Linked DNA regions of Mus musculus: region 2 is linked to region 1. The links are chromatin contacts, called in public HiCAR-type maps. All regions are on one chromosome and are shown on one strand. Each heading gives the region's core, a stretch centred on a gene start, on an enhancer-like site or on the middle of the called end of the contact. The rest is flanking DNA. Distances are from core to core; before and after follow the strand shown.

Region 1 (6,460 bases), core at 3,687-6,186:
ACAGACACCACAACACACAAGGTCTTAATTCAGTTGGGGGGGGGGGGGCTGTTGGGCTTGGGATAATTTGTTACACAACATTTAACAACTGATACCAACTCTATGTATAAACTCTATACTAAAAGACAAAATATATTAAATTATAGTTTATGGTGTCCATGCTAAAATGTTTAGGGAGAATACTACAGATATGCACAATGTGCTTCGAAATGCATAAAATAACAAGTTGGCGCCATTAATGAAGGATGAAGCAAATAGATTTAAAATAAATAATAAGGGGCTAGAGAGATGGTTCAGAGGTAAAGAGCACTGGCTGCTCTTCCAGACTGAGTTCAATTCCCAGTACCCACATGGCTGTTTACAGTGGTCTATAACTTCAGTTCCGGGGGGAGGGGGGGGGTCTCTGACACCCTCTTCTGGCCTCCATGGGTACTGCATGCATGTGATGCACAGCCTTACATGAAGGCAAAAACACCCAAACATATAAAATAAACTAATATAAAATAAAATAGTTTAGCAGAATATTAAGGATAGAATTAGGTGGAGGATCTCTGAAAAATCATTTCTGTTTGTCAGCACTAAGGATGGAGCCAAGGGCCTCGCACAGGAGGCAAACATCCTCCCACTGAACGCTACGCCCTGGATCTTTCTACTTTTTAGTTGGAGGCAGGATCCTGTTGTGTTACCCAGACTAGTCTTGAACTTACTCTGTAGCTCAAGCAGGCACTGAAGCCGAGATCCCTCAGCCTCAGCCTTCCAAGTAGGACCCACTCTGTATATTTGGAAATGTTTGAGTCCAAATGTTGGTGGGGTGACAGGCTGCTTCCAGGGTCTGGGTGACTCATTTGATGATGCTGGTGTCAGCCCTAGAGGTCCATTTGCCTCCTCCCTTGCCCTAACAGTCCCCATCCTAAGTATAATTTTAGTGATGGAGGACGGTAACTAGGTGAAAGGTCATGAAAGGCCAGAGGAGGAAGTGGAGCGCACCAAGACACCAGGGACTCGGGCTGTGGAGCTGAGGCAGAGAAGACTAAGCAGGAAACCTTGATCAAGCCGCCATGGAGGAAGACTGGCGACTGTGTCCAAGGCCTGAATTGACATCTGCTCTGCTGTTAGGGCTACTGTGGCCAAGAGGACAGCAATGGACAGAATATCCTATCCCCAAATTCTTTCCCCACACTAAAAAGCTGCGAGTGGGCGCTCACATGATACAGAATGTTAAAGTAGACTAGAGTGGATGGATCTACCCTCCGGGGAAAGTGCTTTCTCTGGTAAGCCTCACTCTCTTCTCCCCGGCACTGTGATGACCAGTCATTTTTACAACTTCCCAGGGGCTCTGGTGGGCAAATAGGGTTTCAGTTACCAACACATCTGCTCGTGTGCCAAAGAGAATCATGTGGATCCTGCTGAACACGGTATGTCCATGAACACGCATGCACGCGTGCCTACACTCTGCACGGGGAACTTCGGTGTGGACTGGGGCTCTGCTGCAGTCTTAGAGACAAATCCGGAGCTCAAAGGAGTAATCCAGATGTTACAACTGCACAGCTGGATGTTTCATTGTATTTTATTTAACTTTTTCTCTTCCTCCCTTCTCTTTCTTTTTTTTTTTCCCTCAAGACAGGGTTTCTCTGTGTAGCCCTGGCTGTCCTGGAACCCACTATGTAGACCAGCCTGGCCTCGAACTCATAGAGAACCACTTGCCTCTGCCTCCCGAGTGCTTGGATTAAAGGCGTGCGCCATCATGTCCAGCCCCACCATATCTGTTTTTATGCAAACCCAGAACTTCATGCACACTAGGCCAACACTCTACTGACCTACATCCCCCATTTTCCCTCTTTAAGCAACCTGTTTTTTAAAAATGCTTCATTTACTTTTAACTCTGTGTGCACATGCGTGTGTCCGCACGGACACATGCTTATGCCCCATAGCATTTCTGAGGAGGTCAGGGGACAACTTGAAAGAATTACTTCTCTCCTTCTACCTTATGGGTTCTGGGAGTCAAACTCAGGTTATCAGACTTGGTGGCAGGCTCCTTTCCCTATTCAGCCCTTTCGCCTGCCCACCATTATACTTTTTACAACTAGTTATAGTCTATATTCAGAGTCAGAGGAAAGTGAAAACCAAGGTTAACCTATCTTCATGGCTTTAAATTCTTGTCTGAAGCCACCCCCCACCCCACACACATACCTTGGTTGATGACAGGGGACTTTGGGTCCATCACAAAGGAAAACATCTTCCCGCTGGCACTCATGGGCCGCTGGTGAGGGGCAGGTGGGACCATGGTGGGTCTGGGACAACCCTGTGACCAACTTCTCTGCACTGTTGCTGGCTGGATACCGTGGTGGAAGGGCATGTCGGGTGGCGAGGACGACAGGTGTGGCTGTGGACTTGGCCAAGGTGCTGGGCCCCTCACCCATGGGCAGGAGACCTGTGGGACAGATGGGAGGCTCAGGGGAGGTGGTGTTTAGGCATAGCACAGCTTGTCCTAAGACCCAGCTTGTGAGTCGCTCCCTCCGAGAAACCTTCTTGCATGTTCCTCGAGTTTGGGGTGCCAGGTCACCGTCATACTCCAGCAAGAGCTCCCCAATTTATGCAGTCAGTGTTGGTGACCCTGAGGCTGGACAAGGTCATATTGTGAAGATGTGATGTGAGAATCAGGCCTGGACACTTGCAGTACACACACCCACACACACACACACACACACACACACACATACACACACACACACACCGCCCCCTTCTCACAGAGCCTGACAGGCACCTACCACACTGCCAGGGGCCAAGGTCTCTGCCCTGGGGAGTGAGTTCACATCAAAGTGGATACTGTGGCCACACACCCTGCTCCCCACCCGCTCCCCCGCCTCCTGCCTAGGAACCAGAGAAGCCTGGCTGCAGGCCGGTGCTGTGCAGCCTTCCTATCCTCAGTTACATCTAACTGGAGATCTCACTTTTGCCATGGGGTTGGGGGGTGGGGATGGGGTTGATTCTTCTCCTCAGAGCTTCTGCCCGTGTTGTCAATCTTGGTTCTGGGGCCTTGATCTCTCCTCAGAGCTCCTGGCATCCCGTTGTCGCTCTGTTTGTCTGTCTGTCTGTCTGTCCGTGGTGTTAGCAAATGATGGTAGTAAGTTCTAGACCCACATCGATCCATCTCGGTTGGTGTCCTCCTGAGTCCCTCATCCAGGACTTTTCACACGTGACATCTCCCAAGCCAGGGACATAGCGCTGAGCCTCTGAGCTGACGGGATGCCACAGCAGGGACCAGGCCTTCCCTCCTCTTTACCCACCCCGTATCCATATCCGCAGCTCCTGCAGCGAGTGAGCGCTAGGTGCACAGACAGGGGCATGAAGGGAAGGGTGAGGCAGGTAACTGAGAGTCAGGCCAGCCCCAGGGACCCTCCCCTCCCCCACAAGTCAATTCCTCTATCCACACTAGTGTCGAGAGGATCTCTAGTACTATTTGGAAGAAGAATCACCTGTCAATAAAGATGCTGTTGGCCTATTGGCTTAGGCAGGAACTAGGGAGGGTGGAAGTTCCAGGACAGAGATAGGACTATGGGGGAAGAAACAGGCTGGAGACAGAGGATTCGGCCCCAGACACAGAGGAAGACGATCGCATGTAACTGAGGACCAGGTAACCAGCCAAAGGGCCGAACTTTGAACAGCATAATGGGATGATTAAGTTATGAATTGGTTAGGGAACGAACCACAGCATTTGGCCAAGGCATATGTAAATATATTTCGGTCTTCGAGAACTCAGTAACAGCACACTGTGGGCTGTGTACGCCTCCCAAGGCTGGGAACTCCGAGGGTGGGGTGGGGCACTGCCTCACCCGCCTTCATCCTCAGCCTCCCCAACACCTGGCTGCAGCAGGTGCCTCACTGGCAGGCACCTTGAGTATGGGAGCCCATGAAGGTGTCTGGCTGCTTCCCCCAGGAGGAACGTCAGGGTCCATCCACCCGGGAGAGGCAATATGGTGTGGAGCTGACGCAGAACTTGTAATGAGGTGTCTCCCCTGTGCTTTTTCCTTCAGTGATGACGGCAACGGCGCTGTTGTCTGCTGCACAGGGCTCACCTATTCCCATGACGCCCTTGGATGAGTCATCCAAGTTCAGGGCACACTGGAGAGGGCCAGGCTCTGGGTCTCAGCCTCCCTGTCTCCTGCCTCCTCTGTCTTTCCTCCCCTCTCTTCTCCTCCCCCCCTCCCTTCCCTTCCCCTCCCCTCTTCTTCCCTCCCCTCTCTGTGTTCTCTCTATGTCTATCCCCCCTACCCACCCCCTACATGGTATGCCCAGGCCCTGCCTCTGTCTCCTCTCTCTGGGAATACCCAGGATACTTTGCAAGTACCAACCTGCACTAGGAAGGCTACTGTTCCTCCTTTTGAACACTGGACCCATGAGGAACAGATAGAATGTTCTAAACTGGAGCTTGCCGAGATTGCTTCTGCAGTGTCTCCATCAAAAGAAGGCTGCCCGCTGCACAGGGGCCTGACCTGGTCTAAAACAGGTCAAGGATCCTGGGCTTCCCAGAAGACTCAGGGCTATGGAGAAGAAAAGCATCCAGGGAATCCGAGTCACCTGGGAAATCTGACCCACTGACCCACTTAGAGTCTGTTGCCAGGAAGGGAACAAGGCTGACTCCTCCTCCTAGCTGGGCCCATTGGCCTCAGTTTTTTTTTCTAGACTGTTCTAACTGGATTAATAGAAGCTTGCTGAGCATGTGGACAGAATGCATCTCGGTGAACCAACTGCCAGAGTTCTGAGCAATGAGTAACGCCACCTCCCAGACCACAGGCAGGACCCACTCTGTGCCACTGGATCCAGGCAATCTCCCTGTCCCTGTTTTATGGGAGGGACTAAGTAATAGTCAGCCACATTCTTTGACTTGACTCTAAGGGTTTGTTCAAGGAACATGTGATCCAATCAGGGCTGAGCGTACTAGGCTAGACCCTAGGATCTCCTAGCTGACTCTCTGGACTTGAGAAGGTAGCAACACCAAGGAGAAGGAGCCAGGGAGGAGAGGGGAAGGAGGAGGAGCCAGGGAGGAGAGGGGGAAGGAGGAGGAGCCAGGAGGAGAGGGGAAGGAGGAGGAGCCAGGGAGGAGAGGGGAAGGAGGAGGAGCCAGGGAGGAGAGGGGAAGGAGGAGGAGCCAGGGAGGAGAGGGGAAGGAGGAAGAGCCAGGGAGGAGAGGGGGAAGGAGGAGGAGCCAGGAGGAGAGGGTAAGGAGGAGGCGCCAGGGAGGAGTGGGTAAGGAGGAGGAGGAGCCAGGGAGGAGAGGGGAAAGGAAGAGGAGCCAGGAGGAGAGGGGAAGGAGGAGCCAGGAGGAGAGGGGAAGGAGGAGGAGCCAGGGAGGAGAGGGGAAGGAGGAGGAGCCAGGAGGAGAGGGGAAGGAGGAGGAGCCAGGGAGGAGAGGGGAAAGGAAGAGGAGCCAGGAGGAGAGGGGAAGGAGGAGGAGCCAGGGAGGAGAGGGGGGAGGAGGAGGAGCCAGGGAGGAGAGGGGAAGTAGAGCTCTGAAAAATTGCAAATGAGCCAAACCCCAGAAAATGTGGTGCGTATGGGGGTGCACACTTGTAGCCCCAGAGCTTGTGAGGCTGAGGCAGGTAGAGCCTGAGGGCTATGTGTCTCAAAGAACACCCCAAATGCACCCTGTTGTAGGCATTTTTAAAGCGTGCTTATGAGTAGTGTTCAGTATATCACTCACGCTGCTTTGCACTGTGTCTTATAAACTCAGGTTCTTTCTACTCCCTTTCCTTCCCCCTTTTCCTTTCTCTCTCTTTGACCTTGACAGCTCTGCGTAAGCCATACAAGCCGAACCCCTTTACCCACTCAAATATGGGCTAATGGAACAATGTGGTTTTTGTTTGTTGTTTTGTTTTTAAAGATGATGTGTTTATGTCTGTGTATGGAAGTTAGAGGTGTCAGGGCTCCTAGAGTAGGAGCAGCAGTTGGTGCTGGGGACCTAATTCGGGTCTTCTGAGAGAGCAGTACATACTCCTATCTGCTGAGCCACCTCTCCAGACCTGAGCTGGGTCATCTTATGACTGGCTTATTTCTCTTAGCGCACCGCCCTCGAGAGTTAAAGCACTGCTGCAGGTGTCTGCGGTAGAATCAAATGGATGTGCTGTTGTTCCCTGTTGTAAGTCCCCAGGAAGGACCCTCTCAGGTATGCATGTTCTAAACAGCCATGTGTACACTGGTAAGGCCATGTCTGTCAGTCAACTTTCAATCTAGATGAGACCTAGGTGGTGCCTCAGAACGGGGTGTGGCTCAGTGGTTTTAGGATTATGCAGCCCCCAACTTCAGAGAGAAGGGGGAGTGAGTGCCTGGGCGAGAAGGGGAGAGAGAGAGAGACAGAGAGAGAGAGACCCAAGCACCATGGATCTCAAAGAGTTAGCTGAGCATCAGACCTTCCTTGACTACACCTAGGGTGAATGACAGCCTTTATTTTTTTAAAAAAGTG
Region 2 (6,101 bases), core at 1,856-4,355, 220 kb after region 1:
CCCTGTGGGCTTCTCCCCTCCCAAGGCCACAGGCGCAGGAAGCAGTGTGACCCCGGGGGCTGACACTGCTAGAACACCCCGAGGGAATGGGTGAAGATGGAGAAAGAACAGCAGTTGCTAAACTTGAGCTCGGCCAAGAGCAGAGATAGGGGTGGCCTTGGCAGCACACGCATTGGAACAGGTGTAGCTGGCACAAGGGCCTCACCCTCCAGCCCAGCAGCCCCAGCTCTGAAGCAGCCAATGGGAACCTGGCACACCTAGAAAGGGCCCAGTCTCAGAAAACCAGGCTGGAAAAACAACCGAGGGAAAATAAGAGGCTCCTGCGAGCTTACTAAGCACCCACACTGGCCGGGCAGGCTGTACAACTTGCAGACTCTGCCCCGCACCTTCCATGATCAGAGCCAACCTGTCACGTGGCGGTTCTGGGATCACTGCACAGGGAAGGGACTGTGTCTACAGGCCTCAGTTGTCTTATCTGTGAATGGGGTGAAGGAAATTTAAATGGAGGCTGGGTTGTGGCTCAGGGATAGAAACTGCCCAGCATGCTTAAGGCCCTGAGTTCCAATCCCAGCCTTACTCCAAGTCACTTTAATGTGCCTGGCACCCTGCTCACAGAGCACCACCAATACGCACAGCTCACCTTGCCTTCTACGCAGAGGGGACTGAACACTCGGATCAGAAACCATGGACAATGAAGGACCTGGAAGGTGTGCTTGGCTTTCTGCCTGAGAGGGTTTGGTACCTTGCGGTGTGTCCTTGGACAAGACGCTATCCATCTCTGGGCCTTTTTAGGGGTGCTTAGAGGGGAGTAGTGCTCCTTGTAAATCTAGATGAATGTTACTGCTAATATATGGGAACAGAGACTCTGGATGCCGGTGTGTAGCTTCACAGCTCAACGGTTGCTAGCCACAACTGGCAGCTTACTGGGTTCGAATTAATTAAGAAGTGAGCCAAGTTTCTCAGCTGTGCAGGCCACGCTTGTCCTCAGGTGCAGGAGACTAAGGCACAGGACAGTGCTCAGTACAGACTATGGTCGCTGCATTCCAGCCAGCACAGACAGGCATTGGGATGACCGGAAGAAGGTGCAGCTGCTGAGCCACACACTCGTGCCCTGCTCAAAGGAATCTCCCAGGACTGCTCTGCCCTCGTCCAAGCACAGAAAAGCAATAATGCCATGAACCGTACCCCTCTGCATGGGGAAAGCATAATCCTCCGACCGCTACGCAGGGAGCAGTCGGGAGCACAGAGAGACCAACAGAAGCCACACTCAGGCAACAGTTGCCGGGAGACTCTTGCCTCCGGGAGCTGATCGCTACCCATGGAGCTAACTTGCCAACCCAAGAGGCCCCAGGTGCCCCTTCCCTGAGGAAGAGGGGGTGCAGCGAACTCTCTTCAAAGGGCAGGTCCATAATCGGTGACCATGGGAGCTGAGACTTGCCACTCCATAGCCCGCCCCCTTTAGTCTGCAAGAATTCTGCTTTTAAGGAAATATTATCTCCCAGTTCCTGATGCAACTAAGGTTGCTTCTGTGACCAGTTCTTGTCAGTAGCGTATAGGAAAAAAAAATGTTTTTAAGAAGGAATGCCACTTAAAGACAAGAAAAACTGAATCTTTTCTCCATATTTTATCTTCAGAGCGTAGATTTAATGGCAGGAGCTGCAACAGCCACCTAGTAATATGGAGGCAATCAATGTCTCCATTAGCTCAGTCCTCACAATAAGCCATGAAATAGCAACTATCACTATCACGTCAGCTTCACAGATCGGGGGTTGGAGGTAGATGGGGAGTTGAATGACAGGGCCAAGCTCACAGAGAGTCAAGAACGGGGCCAGGCTTTGGGCCTGGGTGGTACAACATCAGCACCCTGTTCCAGCTTCTAGCATGCAGTCTAGTTCCAAGTTCTGAGACATACTCTGGGAACAGTAATGGTTGCTGCTTTCCTTATATAAACATCCCAGGCATGCTAAGAGAGCTACAGAGTCCTGGGCAGGAACTCTGGGGACCTCCACAGTGGTCAGACCACCTACTGTCCATTGCTAACCAAAATAAGAAGGCTCTGGAGAGGAACACTGCCTGTGGGTGACTTTAGCAGCAGAGCCCAGGTCAGTATCAGTCCTGATGTGACAATGGAGTCATGTGCTCTCTTCATCCTCACAACCCTCCAACTCCTTCAGGAGCTTGCTTGTTCTTGCTCCCCATGGTGGGTCCCAGCCCCTGCCCCAAGTTCACGGTCTCTGCAGCTCCTGAGAAGAATGTGCTGTTCCTCAGAGACTGAGATAGGATCTTGTCACATGTGCCATGGTGCCAGCTCCAGGCAGGGCCCTGGCAGGCGTGTGTCCACGGTGCTGGGTGTTTCAGACAGAGGCAGGCCAGGCGGCTCAAGGCAGTTAGCGGAGCTCAGTCTTGGCTCTTCTACTTCCTGATGTGGACCCCTGGCATCTGATTTGAATGGGGAAAATGGAGCCAAGACTGGTTTCCCGGCCTTCAGCAAACATTAAACAAAGCAACTGTCTCTCAGGCTCTGCCCTGCCTTTTGACACTGTGACACAATGTTGCTACCTACAAAGTCCAGGCCCTGGGAAGTACAATGGAGCCAATAGCCATAGTAAAAGTAATAATAACAATAACCACAATGATAATAATTTATATATTTATTTTTCATAGTTTTAATTAAGTTCACCACATCACGTAGGGCTGCATTCATAGCGATCACAGGACACACACTGCCACAGACTGGATAGAAATATTTTGGAAAGTTCTAAATGGGGTCAAGGGCGGTTTATCACCAGCAGTTTGTTTTGTTTTGAGACAGGGTCTTTTTTTTTTTTTTTTTACATAGCTCTGGCTATCCTGGAACTAGACTGGCCTTGAACTCACAGAGATCTATCCACCAGACTCTGGTGGTGCTGGAATTAAGTTTGCCACCATGCCTAGCTCAATATTATGATAGAGAATGTGTACTCTGTCTTCTCAGAGAAGGCTCTGGTCTCAACACCTAAGGAACCTGAGCCACAGCCTCTCTGACTACAGGGCCAGCTAAGGGAGCAGTCAAGGCCCTGTAGTCAGAAGACCCTGTCAAGGGAGAGAGCAGAACCTGTGAGTTCGGAGCAGAGGGACCTGTGTGAGGAAGTTGGGCCCAGGGACTGTCGCCAGCTACCTACTATGGAAGTACACCTGGGTCACCAGCCAGGCATATACCTGCTCCTGAGCTCGGACTCTGCCCTTCTCCAGCAAAGTAAATTTAGGGAGGGAGCCATTCAGCCCGAGGTAACCTGTGCTGTCCAGCTGGCTTCTTCATAAGGATACCTCGGTGGCTCTGTAAACTGGCTTCTGCTTTTGGACTGTGGACAAAAGAGGACCTATATTCCCAGGAGGGTCACTTGAGGCATATATACACGTGGACATGAGAGAGGCCCCAGGCACAGAGAGGAGTTACAGAGGAACGATCACTACTGTCCCGTCTAGCCTTGTAGAGACTACAGCTGCCATCCTTTCTGCTCTCCTGGTGGCCCCTGCTAGGTGTCAGGATCCTTCCCTAAGGCCACAAGGCAACCCTGTGCAGAGACTCAGAGACTCTGGTAAGGTTCATTGCCTCTCTGTGGGTGGCCCGAGCTGGCCTTGTTATTGCAGGATCTGGGACAAGTCCTATGCTGCTGGCATGGTTGATGCTCGATAGATATTTGAAGCAAGGTCAATTGAGATAGTGGAGGAGGGGTGGGCGCCCGAAAACAGAGTGGGGAGAGGGATGCTGGCAGCCCAGGGCAGAGGGTGAGGTCTTCCTAGTGGTCCAGGTCCTGCCCCGTGCTACACTGTACAGAGGTGAAGAGAAGCGTCTTGGCTGACAGGCACATTCAAGGCTGTTGATCACTTCTGCCTGGATGGTACCAGCAACACCACCCTGGCCCTCTAGAGTGCCCCTTGTGGCATTGGTATTCCATTGTCACATGAACCCTGAGAGATAAGCCATCAAAGCATCTTAAGGGATACTGAAGCCGAGGGACACAGTGGGGGTGGGTAAACCAGGGTTGCTCTCTCCTGAGGGTGTCAGACTATAGGCATAGCCTCTTTTTTTCTTTTGGTTTTTCGAGACAGGGTTTCTCTGTGTAGCCCTGGTTGTCCTGGAACTCACTCTGTAGACCAGGCTGGCCTTGAACTCAGAAGTTTGCCAACCTCTGCCTTCCAAGTGCTGGAGTTAAAGGCAGGTGCCATCGTGCCTGGCAGACATAGCCTCTTAAGCTCAATCGTGGTGTGTGCAGCCAGTCAGTAGGGCTGCAGACAGGCCAAGGTAGCTCCAGGGCTAACTAATGCAACCTCCCTGGGCCTGGACCTTTCTTTCTCAGGCTTGGCTTGTCCCGCTTCTGTCTTGGTCCTGCTTGGGGCGGGGAGGGGGGACTGGAAACAACCCTCTCTTCTCAGACCACTATTGTCCCCACTAGTTAGGTTCTCTGCCTGTCTCAACAGCACCCCACCCCTACCCCCACCCTGTGGCCACTGTCCCTCAAAGCTGGCAGAGAAGGGGCTGGAGCTTTCAAGGACTCCCATGTCATGTGATTTTGCCACTCTGAAGTCCCACTCCCAAACAGGAAGGACTACCACCTTTAATTGATATTGTCACTCATGCTCTCCCCCCACAGCCCCTCCCCAGGCCTGCAGAGCCCCTGGGTAAGGTAATTCTTACCCCAGTGTAGGTGCGGCTGGGCATGGTGGGGGAACCAAGTGAGGCTACCTCTTTTTCTCGAACTTCACACAATCATTTATTTCTTTGGGGTGTGTTTAACCGGCCTGCCCTGCATATTAAACTGCTCCTGTGAGGACCCTGGGCTAATGGCCAGTCATCTTGCTGCCTCAGAGGCCATGGCTCCCCACCCCATCCCCTGGGGGCGGGGGGCGGCGCATGGAGCTGAGCTGTACATTCACTATCTCAGAGCTCTAACTTTCTCCTGGGACAGGGGTGTGCAATGACTATGGACTATGCTCTCTGGTGCTGCAGTCAAAAGCCCTGCCCTGCGAAGGAGACTGTAGGAAGCCTGAGTGTAGGGACAGACTCAAATTTAATATGAGGACTGTCACCTGGGACCATGGGTCTCCCTGGTCTTCCAGAGACCTGGGCATCCTAAGCTGCACACATCCCTCACTGGGAGGTTCCAGCATCAAATACACGGGGGTTGGGGGGGTGGATGATGTATGGGTGGGGTAGCCGGTGACTACACAGTCTGCCAGGGAGGGGAGCAGGTGAACGAATCTTGAACAGGTAACCAGTATTAACCAGTACAAACAAGTACTAACACCACAGCCTCCAAGCTGGAGGGCTTTTGATGGCTCTGAGGAGCCAGTTACTATCATGTGTTTGGTTGGGCAGGATGGCCACCTCCTCCAGTCCTCTGTGGAAACATTGTTTTGGCTCTTATTAGCAGCATCAAGCTAACTACGGCTCATCCAAATGTGAGGGGCTGACAGGTCTATCCTAGGCTCTTGGTACAAGGAGTCACACACAGAGCTTATGACACAATGCCACTGCCTCTTCTGAGAGGCTGGCTCGCCAACTATTCCTTCCCAGTTTCTTCGCATCCCTGGATTAGGCTCTGCTGAGAGCTAAACCTGGGTATCTCTGAATTGGGACTCCCTTCATGTTTTATTATTTTGTGTATGTGTGTTCATGCATGAATGTGTACTTATATAAGCTACTTTCGGCATACATATATAATTATACACATATACTTATACAGGCTACTTACAGCACACATATATACTTAGAAGTCAGAGGACAACCCTAGGTGCCAGTCCTTGATTTTCGCCTTTTTTCAGATGGGATCTCTTTGTGTTCAGCATAGCATGTGTTGGGCTTGCTGGCCTGTGAGCTTCCAGAATTCTCCTGTTTCTTGGCCTGCGAGCTTCTGGGATTCTCCTGTTCCTGCCTCCTATCTTTCTTAGGAGCGTTGGGATTAAAGACACGTGTCTTTGCTTGTGTTCGGGGGAATCTGAACTCTGGTTCTCATGCGTATGTGGCAAGCGTTTACCTTCACAGCCATGTTTCCAGATCCCCTTTTCATTTTTGACACAGCATCCTCACGGGGCTTTGAAACACCTCTTAGGACCCTCCT

Evidence for each region. HiCAR-type assays count read pairs that join an accessible place to other places.
Region 2: a contact with region 1 is called in a HiCAR-type map of kidney, with 2.0 times the contacts expected there. The contact joins the promoter of Kazn here to the enhancer-like site in region 1. A contact is called at or near these places in 4 of 115 datasets of contacts at active chromatin or transcription factors (embryonic stem cells, extraembryonic endoderm stem cells and kidney) and 2 of 9 other capture datasets (adipose tissue and embryonic stem cells).

The regions. Positions count from the first base shown.
Region 1 is chr4:141,988,910-141,995,369 of GRCm38.p6, forward strand. It overlaps Fhad1 (forkhead-associated (FHA) phosphopeptide binding domain 1), which reads right to left. Exons shown (of 32, transcript NM_177868.4): 3 at 2,191-2,431. Among named protein-coding and RNA genes, the nearest start is that of Fhad1os1, 9.1 kb to the left of the region's middle. Within about 2 kb of position 4,937, at least 76 of the 459 cell types and tissues checked have an H3K27ac peak or open chromatin away from gene starts, as enhancers often do. A contact at or near this core is called in embryonic stem cells and kidney, where this site is marked.
Region 2 is chr4:142,212,353-142,218,453 of GRCm38.p6, forward strand. It overlaps Kazn (kazrin, periplakin interacting protein), which reads right to left and starts at 3,106. Exons shown (of 18, transcript NM_144531.3): 1 at 3,095-3,106; 2 at 2,905-2,906; 3 at 2,901-2,902; 4 at 2,889-2,898. The coding sequence starts at 3,106.